Regions from separate parts of the Danio rerio genome. Here region 1 is linked to region 2. The links are chromatin contacts, called in public Micro-C maps. All regions are on one chromosome and are shown on one strand. Each heading gives the region's core, a stretch centred on a gene start, on an enhancer-like site or on the middle of the called end of the contact. The rest is flanking DNA. Distances are from core to core; before and after follow the strand shown. Region 1 holds the start of wnk4a (WNK lysine deficient protein kinase 4a). Region 2 holds the start of coa3a (cytochrome C oxidase assembly factor 3a).

Evidence for each region. A called contact is a pair of places that touch in the nucleus more often than the background predicts.
Region 1: a contact with region 2 is called in a Micro-C map of caudal fin, with 13 times the contacts expected there. The contact joins the promoter of wnk4a here to the promoter of coa3a in region 2. A contact is called at or near these places in 4 of 18 Hi-C or Micro-C datasets (caudal fin, embryo, hematopoietic stem cells and 1 more) and 1 of 4 datasets of contacts at active chromatin or transcription factors (caudal fin).

What each region holds. Positions count from the first base shown.
Region 1 is chr12:4,186,311-4,192,676 of GRCz12tu, forward strand. It overlaps wnk4a (WNK lysine deficient protein kinase 4a), which reads right to left and starts at 3,779. Exons shown (of 21, transcript XR_012387779.1): 1 at 3,710-3,779.
Region 2 is chr12:4,048,162-4,054,861 of GRCz12tu, forward strand. coa3a (cytochrome C oxidase assembly factor 3a) reads left to right here and starts at 2,616. Exons shown (of 2, transcript NM_001114916.2): 1 at 2,616-2,887; 2 at 6,575-6,700. The coding sequence starts at 2,683. The coding sequence ends at 6,669. cntd1 (cyclin N-terminal domain containing 1) reads right to left here and starts at 991. Exons shown (of 8, transcript XR_012387781.1): 1 at 721-991.

The sequences.
Region 1 (6,366 bases), core at 2,529-5,028, 140 kb after region 2:
TGTTTTCAAGTGATTATCTTACATTTAATTAGATTTTAAGTCAATAAAAATTATTAATAAGTGTTTTAATGCTGCATGTCTGCACTATCATGTCTGTTTTCAAGTGATTTTCTTAAATTGTATAAGATTTTAAGTGATTGAAAACTATTAATGAGTATTTTAGGGTGGCATGGGGATCCTTTAAGCAACAGTTCACCCATTCATGTCTGTTTTCAAGTGATTATCTTAAACAATTAAAATAAAAATTAAACATACTTAATACGACATTTAAATTCTGACATAAAATATTAAGTGTTTATCTTAAATTTTATTAGATTTAAAAGGGTTAAAACTTCAAGAAATGAGTATTTTAGGGCTGCATTGTGATCTTTAAAGCAACAGTTCACCCATTCATGTCTGTTTTCAAGTGATTATCTTTCATTTTATTAGATTTTAAGTCAATAAAAACTATTAATAAGTGTTTAAGTGCTGCATGTCTGCACTATCATGTCTGTTTTCAAGTGATTATCTTAAATTTTATTCGATTTTAAGTGATTGAAAACTATTATTGAGTATTTTAAGGTGGCATGGGGATCCTTAAAGCGAAAGTTCACCCATTCATGTCAGTTTTCAAGTGATTATCTTTCATTTTATTAGATTTTCAGTGGTTAAAACTTCTACTAGTGAGTATTTTAGGGTTGCACTGTGATCATTAAAGCAACCATTCACCCATTCATGTCTGTTTTCAAGTGATTATCTTAAACAATTAAAATAAAAACTAAACATACTTAATACAACATTTAAATTCTGACATAAAATATTAAGTGTTTATCTTGAAATTTATTAGATTTAAAGTGGTTAAAACTTCCAAGTATTTTAGGGATGTACTGTGATCCTTAAGGCGACATTTCACCCATTCATGTCTGTTTTCAAATGATTATCTTACATTTAATTAGATTTTAAGTGTTTAAAACTTCTATTAAAGAGTATTTTAGGGCTGCATTGTGATCTTTAAAGCAACAGTTCACCCATTCATGTCTGGTTTCAAGTGATTATCTTACATTTAATTAGATTTTAAGTCAATAAAAACTATTAATGAGTGTTTTAGTGCTGGATGTCTGCACTATCATGTCTGTTTTCAAGGGATTATCTTACATTTAATTCGATATTAAGTGATTGAAAACTATTATTGAGTATTTTAGGGTGGCATGGTGATCCTTAAAGCGATAGTTCGCCCATTCATGTCTGTTTTCAAGTGAATATCTTAAATTTTATTAGATTTTAAGTAGTTAAAACTTCTACTAATGAGTATTTTAGGACTGCACTGTGATCCTTTAAGCAACAGTTCACACATTCATGTCTGTTTTCAAGTGATTATCTTAAACAATTAAAATAAAAATTAAACATACTTAATACGACATTTAAATTCTGACATAAAATATTAAGTGATTATCTTAAATTTGATTAGATTTAAAAGGGTTAAAACTTCAAGAAATGAGTATTTTAGGGCTGCACTGGGATCCTTAAAGCAACAGTTCACCCATTCATGTCTGTTTTAAAGTGATTATCTTACATTTTATTAGATTTTAAGTGACTCAAAACTAGTAATGAGTATTTTAGGGCTGAACTGTGATCCTTATAGCGATGTTCACCCATTCATGTCTGTTTTCAAGTGATTATCTTAAATTTTATTAGATTTTAAGTGATTGGAAACTATTAATGAGTATTTTAGGGCTGCACTGTGATCCTTATAGCGATGTTCACCCATTCATGTCTGTTTTTAAGTGATTATCTCACATTTTATTTGATTTTAAGTCAATAAAAACTATTAATGAGTGTTTTAGTGCTGCACTATGCTGTCTGTTTTCAAGCGATTATCTGACATTTAAAGATTAAGAGGTTTAAGATAAAGATTTTAAGTGGTTAAAACTTCTAGAAATGAGTTTAAGGCTGCACTTTGATCCTTAAAGCAACAGCTCACCCATTCATGTCTGTTTTCAAATGACCATCTTAAATGTATAACATTTCAAGTGATTAAATGTCTGTTTTCATGTAAAATAAAAAATAAAAAAGGCAAAAAAGGTAAAATCATTCAAGCAGAATATATACTTTTATAATTGAAACATACTTATTCTGACATTTATATTCTTTACATAAATAATAAGCGACTATCTTAAATGGTACTAATTTTTAGTGATTAAATCTTCTACTAAGGAGTATTTTAGGGCTGCATTGTGATCCTTAAAGCGATGGTTCACCCATTCATGTCTGTTTTCAAGCGATTATCTTACATTTAATTCGATTTTAAGAGATTGAAAACTATTAATGAGTATTTTAGGGTGGCATGGTGATCCTTAAAGCGATAGTTCACCCATTCATGTCTGTTTTCAAATGAATATCTTACAATTTATTAGATTTTCAGTGGTTAAAACTTCTATTAATGAGTATTTTGCTGCAACAGTTCACCCATTCATCTCTGTTTTCAAGTGATTATCATAAATTATTATATTAAAAAATAAACATACTTGTTACGACATTTAATTCTGACATAACTAATAAGTGTTTATCTTAAATATAGATTTTAAGTGGTTAAACTTCTATTAAGGAGTATTTTAGGGCTGTACTGTGATCCTTAAAGCAACAGTTCACTCATTCATGTCTGTTTTTAAGTGAATATCTTAAATTTTATAACATTTTAAGTGATTAAAACCTCTATTAATGAGTAGTTTAGGGCTGCACTGTGATCCTTAAAGTGATAATTCACCCATTCATGCCTATTTTCAAGTAAAAAAAAAAAAAAAAAGAAGAAGCTAAATCATTTAAGCAGGATGGATCATTTTAAAAATGAAACCCACTTATTCTGACCCTTATAATCTTGTCATAAATAATAAGTGATTATCTTAACTGGTACTACATTTTAGGTGATCAAAATATTCTATTAAAGAGTTTTTCAGGGCTACACTGTGATCTTTAAAGCGAAAGTTTACCTTAAAGTGAACACTTAAAAACGATGACTTAACTCTCAAAATTATGACATAAGGGTACTAAATTAAACGCATGGTGTACTCAATCGAAATTATGTCTTTAAAATTAATGAATTATGACATTAAAAGTCAATATTATGAGATAAATGTTGAAATTGTAACAGACTTAAAGATGAAGTTATGACATAGGCTAGTTAAGCTGACTTTAAAAGCCGAAACTGTCATTTACTTACTTGACAGTAGGACAAGGCAATAAATTCTGTCTGTATTTCTCACTCTTGTTTCAAACTTGTTTGGGTTTCTTTCTTCTATTGAACACAAAAAGGAAATAATTTAAGTAAGGCTGGAAACCTGTAACTATTAACTTCCACAGTATTTGTTTTTCCTGTATGTAGGTCTATTACCGTTTTTCAACTTTCTTCAAAATATCTTCTTCAGCGTTCAAGAGAAAAGAGAATCCACTTGATGGTGATCAAAAAATAGTCATATCTCATTTTGGGGTAAATAATCCTTTTATCTGAGTCCAGTTGAATCGCTTAAAACCTCCTCATTTGGCTAAACGCGACTGCTAAATGACAACACGTAAAGTTCAATGGTAAGCGTAAAGCATCTGTAACGTTACGCACTTTCTTGCGTCTTTTTTATCCACAAAGCAAAACTTTACGTGAAATTAGAAGTATAGCTGCCAACTAAAATACAGTATACATCTTTTTAAATCTATACATAGAGTAGAAATGTAGATATACCTTATTTTGTGAAGTAAATGTGCTCCCGCGCTGGAGCTGCACATGTCCCTGGCTCCTGCTGAGTGTTTCTGCAGAGCGCGCGTGCACGTCGGCTCTCCAGCACAGTGGGTTATGTGACTCCTCCTTCACCTGAGTCCCGCGGGGTTGAGTTTCACTGAGTACATCTGCATCTCTCTGTCCCGTCACATCACAACGGCTTGTGGTTTGAGAATGTTATGTTGTGGCAATCTATTTTATGAGGATCTGTGAGATTTTCCGCTTGCCGTGTCCGTCATCGAGTCGTTCGATTCGAGTCGGAACATTTTAATGATTCACTTGAACCGGATCGTTGGTCCGAGAAATTCGCTTGTCAACAGCTATAATTGTAATTAGTTAAAAATGCAATTAGTATGGAATGAATGCCAGCATGCAATGTAAATGTTATTAGATTTTAGGTGGTTAAAACCTCTGTTAATGAGTATTTTAGGGCTGCACTGTGATCCTCAAAGTGATCATTCACCCATTCATGTCTGTTTTCAAGTGTTAATCTTACATTTTATTAGATTTTAAGTGGTTAAAACTTCTATTTTTGAGTATTTTAGAGTTGCACTGTGATCATCATAGCAATAGTTCAACCATTCATGTCTGTTTTCAAGTGATTAACTTGATTTGTATTAGATTTTAAGTGAATAAAACTTCTATTATTGAGTATTTTAGGGTGGCATGGGGATCCTTATAGTAATAGATCACCCATTCATGTCTGTTTTCAAGTGATTATCTTACATTTTATTAGATTTTAAGTGGTTAAAACTTCTATTATTGAGTATTTTAGAGTTGCACTGTGATCATTATAGCAATAGTTCAACCATTCATGTCTGTTTTCAAGTGATTAACTTGATTTGTATTAGATTTTAAGTGAATAAAACTTCTATTATTGAGTATTTTAGGGTGGCATGGGGATCCTTATAGTAATAGATCACCCATTCATGTCTGTTTTCAAGTGATTATCTTACAATTTATTAGATTTTAAGTGGTTAAAACTTCTATTATTGAGTATTTTAGGGCTGCACTGTGATCATTAAAGCGACAGCTCACCCATTCATGTCTGTTTTTTGGTCATTCATTTTATTTTGATTTATTATGATTCTTTTTGGAATAATTATATGGCTTTTATCCATTTAATGTTGGGCATTTCTTAGTCTGCGAAAGATTTTAGTGGAATTTTAGTAAAGTTTGGCCTAAATTGTTATGTCTTGGAAATGCAAATAAAAAAAGAAAAAGAAAGAAAGAAAAAGAAGTATTAAGAGATCAAATATAAAGACAAAACAAAATCAAAGTCATAATCATACCTTATGACTTAACTCACCAGAAATTAGTCAATATCTTAAATTTTATTAGATTTTAAGTGGTCAAAACTTCTATTAATGAGTATTTAGGGCTGCACTGTGATCATTAAAGCGACAGTTCACCCATTCATGTCTGTTTTTTGGTCAATTATTAAATTTGATTTATTGTGATTCTTTTTGGAATAACTATATGGCTTTTATTTATTTAATGTTATAGTAAAGTTTGGCCTAAATTGTTATGTTTTGAAAATGCAAACGTAAAAAAGAAAGAAAAGAAAAACAAGTATGAAGAAGAAAGAAAAAAAATCAAGCATAAAAAAATGTAAATATTACATAGTTAAGTCATAAGCATTCCTTGAAAAATGATGACTTAACTTCCTCGAAATTATGATAAAGTACTAAATTGAATTCATGATGTACTCAATAGAAATTATGTCTATAAAAATAATAAATTATGAGATTTAAAGTCAATATTAAGATTAAAAAGTTGAAATTGTAACAGACTCAAAGATAAAACTTGGACATGAACTAGTTTAGTCGACTTTAAAAGCTTAAATGATCATTTACTAACTTAAAATTATGAAATATAGGGCACTAAATTGAAATAATGATTTAATATGAGCTGTTGCCTTCATTTTCTATAAGTTTATTCAGCTTATTAATGCCAATTCTGACACAGTCATCACATTAAGCTTAAATATTTTTTCTTTTTATCTAAGGTGTTTAATAACAACTGAAATTTCATTTATTCATTTTTATGTATTTATGTATCTCTTATTTTGTTTATTGTTTCAGTACTTTAAAAAAACATGTCAAACTCCACATGCCAAATGGCCCAGCCAGGAGTTGAACCAGCGACCTTCTTGCTGTGAAGCCACAGCACTACCCATTGCGCCACTGCGATGCCCAATTATTATTTTAGATAATAAAAAAATAAATAAACTTAAGCTTTTCATAAGAAAATAAATTATGAATTCCAAATGTTTATGAACAATTAAGCAGCATTTTATTTATACGTGTAAAGTAAATTTTATGAAGTATTTTATTTTTTACATTTTCATATGATTTAATACTTTATCAGTTTTTATTTCAAGTTTAGCTTTTGTTATTTTAGTTAAACAATTTTATTATTTATATTTCAAGCCAAACAAGAATGAGAATTATTTCCTTTTTTAACTATAAAACACACTGAAGTTATGTGTACAGTTTAATAATATTAGCTTAAAAGGATTGAACTCTGCACTTTTTTAGCCAAGTTACCAGATGCATTTGTATTATTAAATAATATAAAAAGCATGAGATTTTGACCAGTCTGATGCCTCCTGAGAACAA
Region 2 (6,700 bases), core at 1,366-3,865:
CAGTTTAACTGTCAGAATTTCTAAATAATCTGTTGTCCATTGTAAATTCGCAAACTTTTTTTGTCACATCCATAACGCATGTTTATTTTCCTAATTTAAAATATAAAACATGTTTACATATTGATATTTTTCTGCTACCAGAACTCTGTGGTGAGCTATTTTGGAAAATATAAACAGAAGTTTCGTTACAATGTCAACATATACTTTCTGTGTGAAATTATGTTTTGAGTTTTTACTGCAAATGTCACATCCATAACGCTGGAATTGCTCATATATATATATATATATATATATATATATATATATATATATATATATATATATATATATATATATATATATATATATATATATATATATATGGGGTTTTTTTCATGATCTTATGGGACCTCTTGAAATGAGATGGGGTTATCCTAATTGAATTGTGTCATTGCCTTTTTATGGCAAACCTTTCAGGAAGTATGTGTTTATCGTTTTTGTACGTTTGGATATCTAGCACATGAATCAATAACAGATTATATATCAATCAGTTATGGGGAAATTTCTGTATGTAAAGCGAGTCTTGGCCTTACAAACTTACCACAAAACTTAACTACAGATCGACACGTTAGTGTCATTTGACACTATAATTACCATAGTATAGTAACAAGTACTGTATTTTACAGGAGATTCTGAAAATATCACATCATTATCTATAATTTGAGGCAAACAAACACTCACCTACTATTCTCCTTTCTTTCAGACAGCCACACATATTTGACACCTTCTCCAAATTGGATTTGTTTTTGTTGTTGAGGTTGGACAGAATGTCGGTTAAAATGTCTAAAGACACCTCTCCAAAGCTGAGGTTTCTCTGGTCTCTAGTGGGGAATGAAAACATGGTATTTTTTGCCATTTCTTTCGAAAGATTAATCGATTGTCACTCAAAAGTAATCGCTTGAAACCGCTTTCCGACCTGCAGGGGGCGCCTTTAACGCAGAAGCAGCCCGATTCTTCCGTTATCACCAAGAGAGGTTTAAATACTGTCAAAATATTTTACTTTGCAGCATGTCACTTTAATACTTAATAACTTGGCAATATAAATAATATATTTTAGAAAAGGTTAAATTAAACAGGTTTAGTTTTCAAAAATCATAAATTAATTAGCATAATGACTGTGATTATGGAGGACGAAACCCGCAAAAACAATAAATAAATAAATAAATCCTCAAATTCCAGCTTAAATAAAACGATAAATTAATAAATACATACATAGGCCTAAATACGCAACTAAATAAATGAATGGAGTCCACAAATTCCTGCCTAAATAAATAAATGCCCAAATAAATAAATGAATGAATAAATAAATAAATACGCAAATTTCTGCATTAAAAAGCATAATTAAATAAATACGTAAATAAATAAATGAATAAATAAATAGATCTACAAGTTCCTGTATAAATAAAACCATAATAACCATAAATAAATATACATCTACAAATTTCTGCATAAATAAAAATATAAATAATTAATAGTGCGGGCAGATTAATAAAATACATGTTGGTGGAATAATATTTATTTTTGCAGGATGTGTTTATATATATGTTGTGCATATGTATTTATTTTATTGATTTATTTACTTATTTATTTGCCTATTTATCTATTGTTTAATTTATGCAGAAATTTGGGGATTTTATTTATTTATTTATTTGCATATTTGTTTGTTTGTTTATTTATTTATTGTTTTATTTATGCAGGAATTTATGGATTTTTTATTATTTGCGTGTTTAATTATTTATTTATTGTTTAATTTATGCAGGAATTTATAGATTTGTTTACTTGTTTGTTTATTTATTTATTTGCATATTTATACATGGATTTATGAATTTATTTATGTAATGTCATGTCATGTAATGTAATGTATATTTGGTATTTATATAGCGCATTTATTGTGTATGGCCAAACACCCAAAGTGCTTCACAATCATGAGGAGGGTCTCTCCACACCACCACCAGTGTGCAGCATCCCCTATATTTACTCATTTATTTATTTATTTTGACATTCATTTATTTATTGTTTTGTTTATGCAGTACTTTATGGATTTATTTACTTGTTTTTTATTTTTGCATCTTTATTTATTTATTTATTTATTTGCATATTTATGCATGAATTTATAGATTTATTTACTGATTTATTTATTTTGATAGTTATTTATTTATTGTTTGATTTATGCTGGAATTTACGGATTTATTTACTTGTTAATTTATTTTTGCATATTTATTTATTTGCATATTTATGCATGAATTTATGGATTTATTTCCTCATTTATTTATTTAGAAAGTTATTATGTATTGTTTGATTTATGCAGGAATATATGGATTTATTTATAGATTATTTATTTATTTATTATTTAAAGTAACTCTTTTTTATCTGTTAATTAATCTTTTTTGTTATTTATATATATATATATATATATATATATATATATATATATATATATATATATATATATATATATATATATATATATATATAATTGTTATTTAAAAATTATTATTATTATTATTATTATTGCTGTTGTTATGTTATATCTATGTGGGAAGAAGAAATGCCAAGTCTTTATATTTGTAGAGTTGCGCAAATGCGGCGCATCATTGACGTGCAAAATAGCCCTGCGTTACGTCAGACAGCAGCGCCTCAAACATGGCAGACAAGAGTAGTCAAGGGGAGCCCAAACCCGAAGCCCAGTTTGCCAAGAGAATTGACCCGACAAAAGAAGCCCTGACCAAAGAACAGCTGCAGTTCATCCGGCAGGTGGAAATGGCGCAGTGGAAGAAGAAAACAGACAAGCTTCGGGGCAGAAATGTGGCGACAGGACTCGCTATCGGCGCGGTGGTGCTCGGTATCTGTATCCTTTAAGTTACCTCTGTTACACAAGGTTATGTCAGCAGCACTGACTGCTGTTACTACTGCTGGGAGACACAGTGAGGTGATTACTACTCTCACTAGTGTGAATGAATGAGTGAGTGAGTGAGTGAGTGAGTGAGTGAATGAATGAGTGAGGTATGTTTATTCAGATTACTACACGTGCGTGAAAGTTACATGATCTTACAATGTGAAGAGTGCTGATGTCATGATGATGAGCAGTGGATTTGGGTATGTTATATAAATCATTTTTTAATTTAACTATTTATTTGGTAACACTTTAGAACAATGGTCCCTTAGTTGATGTCTTTTCTAACATCAACTAAGTATTAATCATTTTGTAAAGCCTTTAAAAATCATAGTACAGCAGTGGCGCCCCCAGAAAATTTTCTTAGGGGTGGCCAGAAGAGGCCACACCAAATCTTGGGGTGGCACACAAAAAAAATAATGAATTCAGTGTAATGTTATATTTTTGTTTCTGGTAAATGAAATAATGTAGTTTTTATTCATTTAATTAATTCTACTTGAAATATTGCAATTCATTCTTTGAAATAATTCAGCAAGTACATGTGCAAACCAAATAAAAATCTATGTTTAGTTTAAAAACACTTTTCATATACTGTATAAATAACTTCTTTTTTTACGTGCCTTTATTGTACATCATACGAGATATGCCATGTCTAAAATTAATGAAGATTAATGAGTTCATTATTCCCAGTGATGGGTTGCAGCTGGAAGGGCATCCGCTGTGTAAAAATGTGCTAGATAAGTTGGCGGTTCATTCTGCTGTGGTGACCCTGGATTAATAAAGGGACTAAGCCGAAAAGAAAATGAATGAAAGAATAATGAGTTTATTAATTACCCAAACAAATGAACAAACTGAACAAAAGGCATTACTATACACACTCACTATACCTAATAATATTATTTATCCATATTGCTTTTTGAACCATTTTATTAATGCAGCTTCTTCTATTGATATACTGTAGCTTAAGGTAAATATTAAATTGCCATTGCTGTCTATTGAAGGTGTGTGCGTGCTGTCAAGGACGATCGGGGAGGGTAGTGGTGGTTCTAGTTTAAATGACACCCTGGGCGAACCACCCTATACACCCCCACCTCTCTTGAATTGTTAGATTTGTTATTCAATAAATATAACAATTTATTTATATTTATTCTAAATAAATACAATTAATATTAATATACAATTAATATTCTGAATAAATAACAGAAATCAGTCCTAAATATTACTGGAAAACAACAACTGGAGTGATATGCCAAGATCACTTAAGAAACCTTTTGCATGAAAATTAATTATGACAATTCTAAAGAATACAAAAAATGTATTATAGAATTATCTGTGGTCTTAGACCAGATCATGGCTGATAAATCATGTTATGAAGTCTTACCTCCCTGACTCATTATCCCTCCTTTCTGCTTTAAAGGCATGCTTAGTGAAAGTAACATCATCATCATCATCATATTATATAAACTTTAACCGACTTTCAAAACTCGCTGCGTGCCGACACTTCTACACAAAAGGCTGTTACTCCGGTTTCACGGCGCATGAGCGGTGCCTATTATGTCGGCGTGCATGCAAACAACCAACCGGGATTCACACAGGAGTGCGTGAGGCACGCGAGAATGGTTTTCCGCGCGCATGCGTCAGTTTGCTTTCACCAGCATTGAACCAGAGGGGGAGAGCTACGTCAGTAACACCAACAATAATTTAGTGACTGCATTTTATTTATTTATTTATTTATTTATCTAAATATTGGGAATTTATAAGTTCATTTAAATCAATAATGTCAACCGCAAAATTATATTGGGGTGGCCAAAGGGGTGGCCACAGGGGTGGCCAGAGTTTACCGAGGGGTGGCCGTGGCCACCCCTGGCCACCCCTTGGAGGCGCCCCTGTAGTACAGTTCAGCATTAATGCATTATTAAAATATAAAGTTTTCGTTAGAATTAGTTTGTAGGTATTGCTGTCGACTCACAACAAGAAGGTCGGTGGTTCGAGCCTCGGCTCTGTGTGGAGTTTGCATGTTCTCCCTGCGTTCGCGTGGGTTTCCCCCACAGTCCAAACACATGTGGTACAGGTGAATTGGGTAGGCTAAATTGTCTGTAGTGTATGAGTGTTAATGAGTGTGTGTGGATGTTTCCCAGAGTTGGGTTGCAGCTGGAAGGGCATCCTCTGTGTAAAATATGTGCTGGAGAAGTTGGCGGTTCATTCCGCTGTGGCTACCCCGGATTAATAAAGGGACTAAGCCGAAAAGAAAATGAATGAATGAATGTTTTAAGTAATTGTTTACACACATTATTGTTGGTTTACTAAAAAAATCAAACAGGCAGTTGCACTACTACACTTGGTTTTGGTTTTATTGTAAAAAAAAAAAAAAACAAGAAAGCATTTTAAATGAAAATCTTAAATATTTTATGGCATACTTTAAAAAATAGAGCTGATTTAGTACTCAAAATATTGGTCTTAAACTTCATATCTTCATATTTTTCACAGTATATGTATAAATTCCAGTACTTTTACCATAAACCGGTGAAGTGTAGCAACATAAGGAGCTAAGAAATGCAATTCAAACATTTTTTTTTCTTGGTGGCGTAGTTAAAGGATTAACTAACATTACTGCATTATTTTATAGTGTTTCCATTTATTTTGTTTATTTGTGTTGTTGATAAAATGATAAAAATAAACAAATAACTCAGATATAGGCAGATATTGTTCAGTCAACTCAGTATATTAATTATCATTTTTATTATAGTTTATTATATATTTATTGAAAGCATTTTGTTTATCATATACTAATTCAAATAAAAAAAAATCAACACATTCTGTAAATGCTCAATTTGTTATGAAAAATGATTTGTATTTGTGGTTTTTCTTTTTTTTAAAAGAAAACTTTTATATAGAAATGTAAATAAAAATATAAACTTATAAAAGTTTATAAAATAATATATAAAGATTATATATATATTTTTTTTTGTATTATTTCAGTATTTGTTAATCTGAATATTATTTATTATATTGTATTTATTATAATGCTATTTATTATCTATAATCTATTATAGATCCAACATAATATTTATTAAATACAGTTGTTTAATCAATTTATTTAAAAACAAAATGTAAATGCTGTATAAATGTTGTTTCTCTCCACATCTTGGCTGTTTTATTTTGATTTCCCTGACAAAAAAAATATCAGAATTTCCCTTTTTTTCATTAATTTCATATATCAAGTTCTAACCACAAAAATGACTTAATTTTTTACTATGATTTCACACAAAAAAGCATTAAAATGTCTAAAACAAGAATAATATGAGCCTATTTTAAATCTTTACAGTTTGCTATGATGTGTCAGCAAGAGAAAATGATACAAAATACACAACAACTAAGTATGAAAACACATTATTTTATACATTTTAATAAGTACAGATGAGAATAATAATGCAGTATGTTCAGTTTTACTGTTAATGATAATAAAGCGTTATTTCACTCATATTTTTACAGAATTTTTCACAACAATAAACCAAAATACTAAGAGTCTATTAGATAATGCAGAGATCTGAAATAAAGATGTGAATGATCACCTGTTATGTTGTAGCAGATGTGTTTCTCCTAACTTTTGCTCAAGGATTTCCCTTCACCGCCGTTTTCCAGATGGCTACACATTCTACTCGGTATCCCAAGAAAAAATCATGGATGAAATAGATGAAGAAGCAAAAGTGCGTGTACCGAAGACTGGAGCAAACTGATGATGCTCAGGATTGTCCACACGGAGCGACT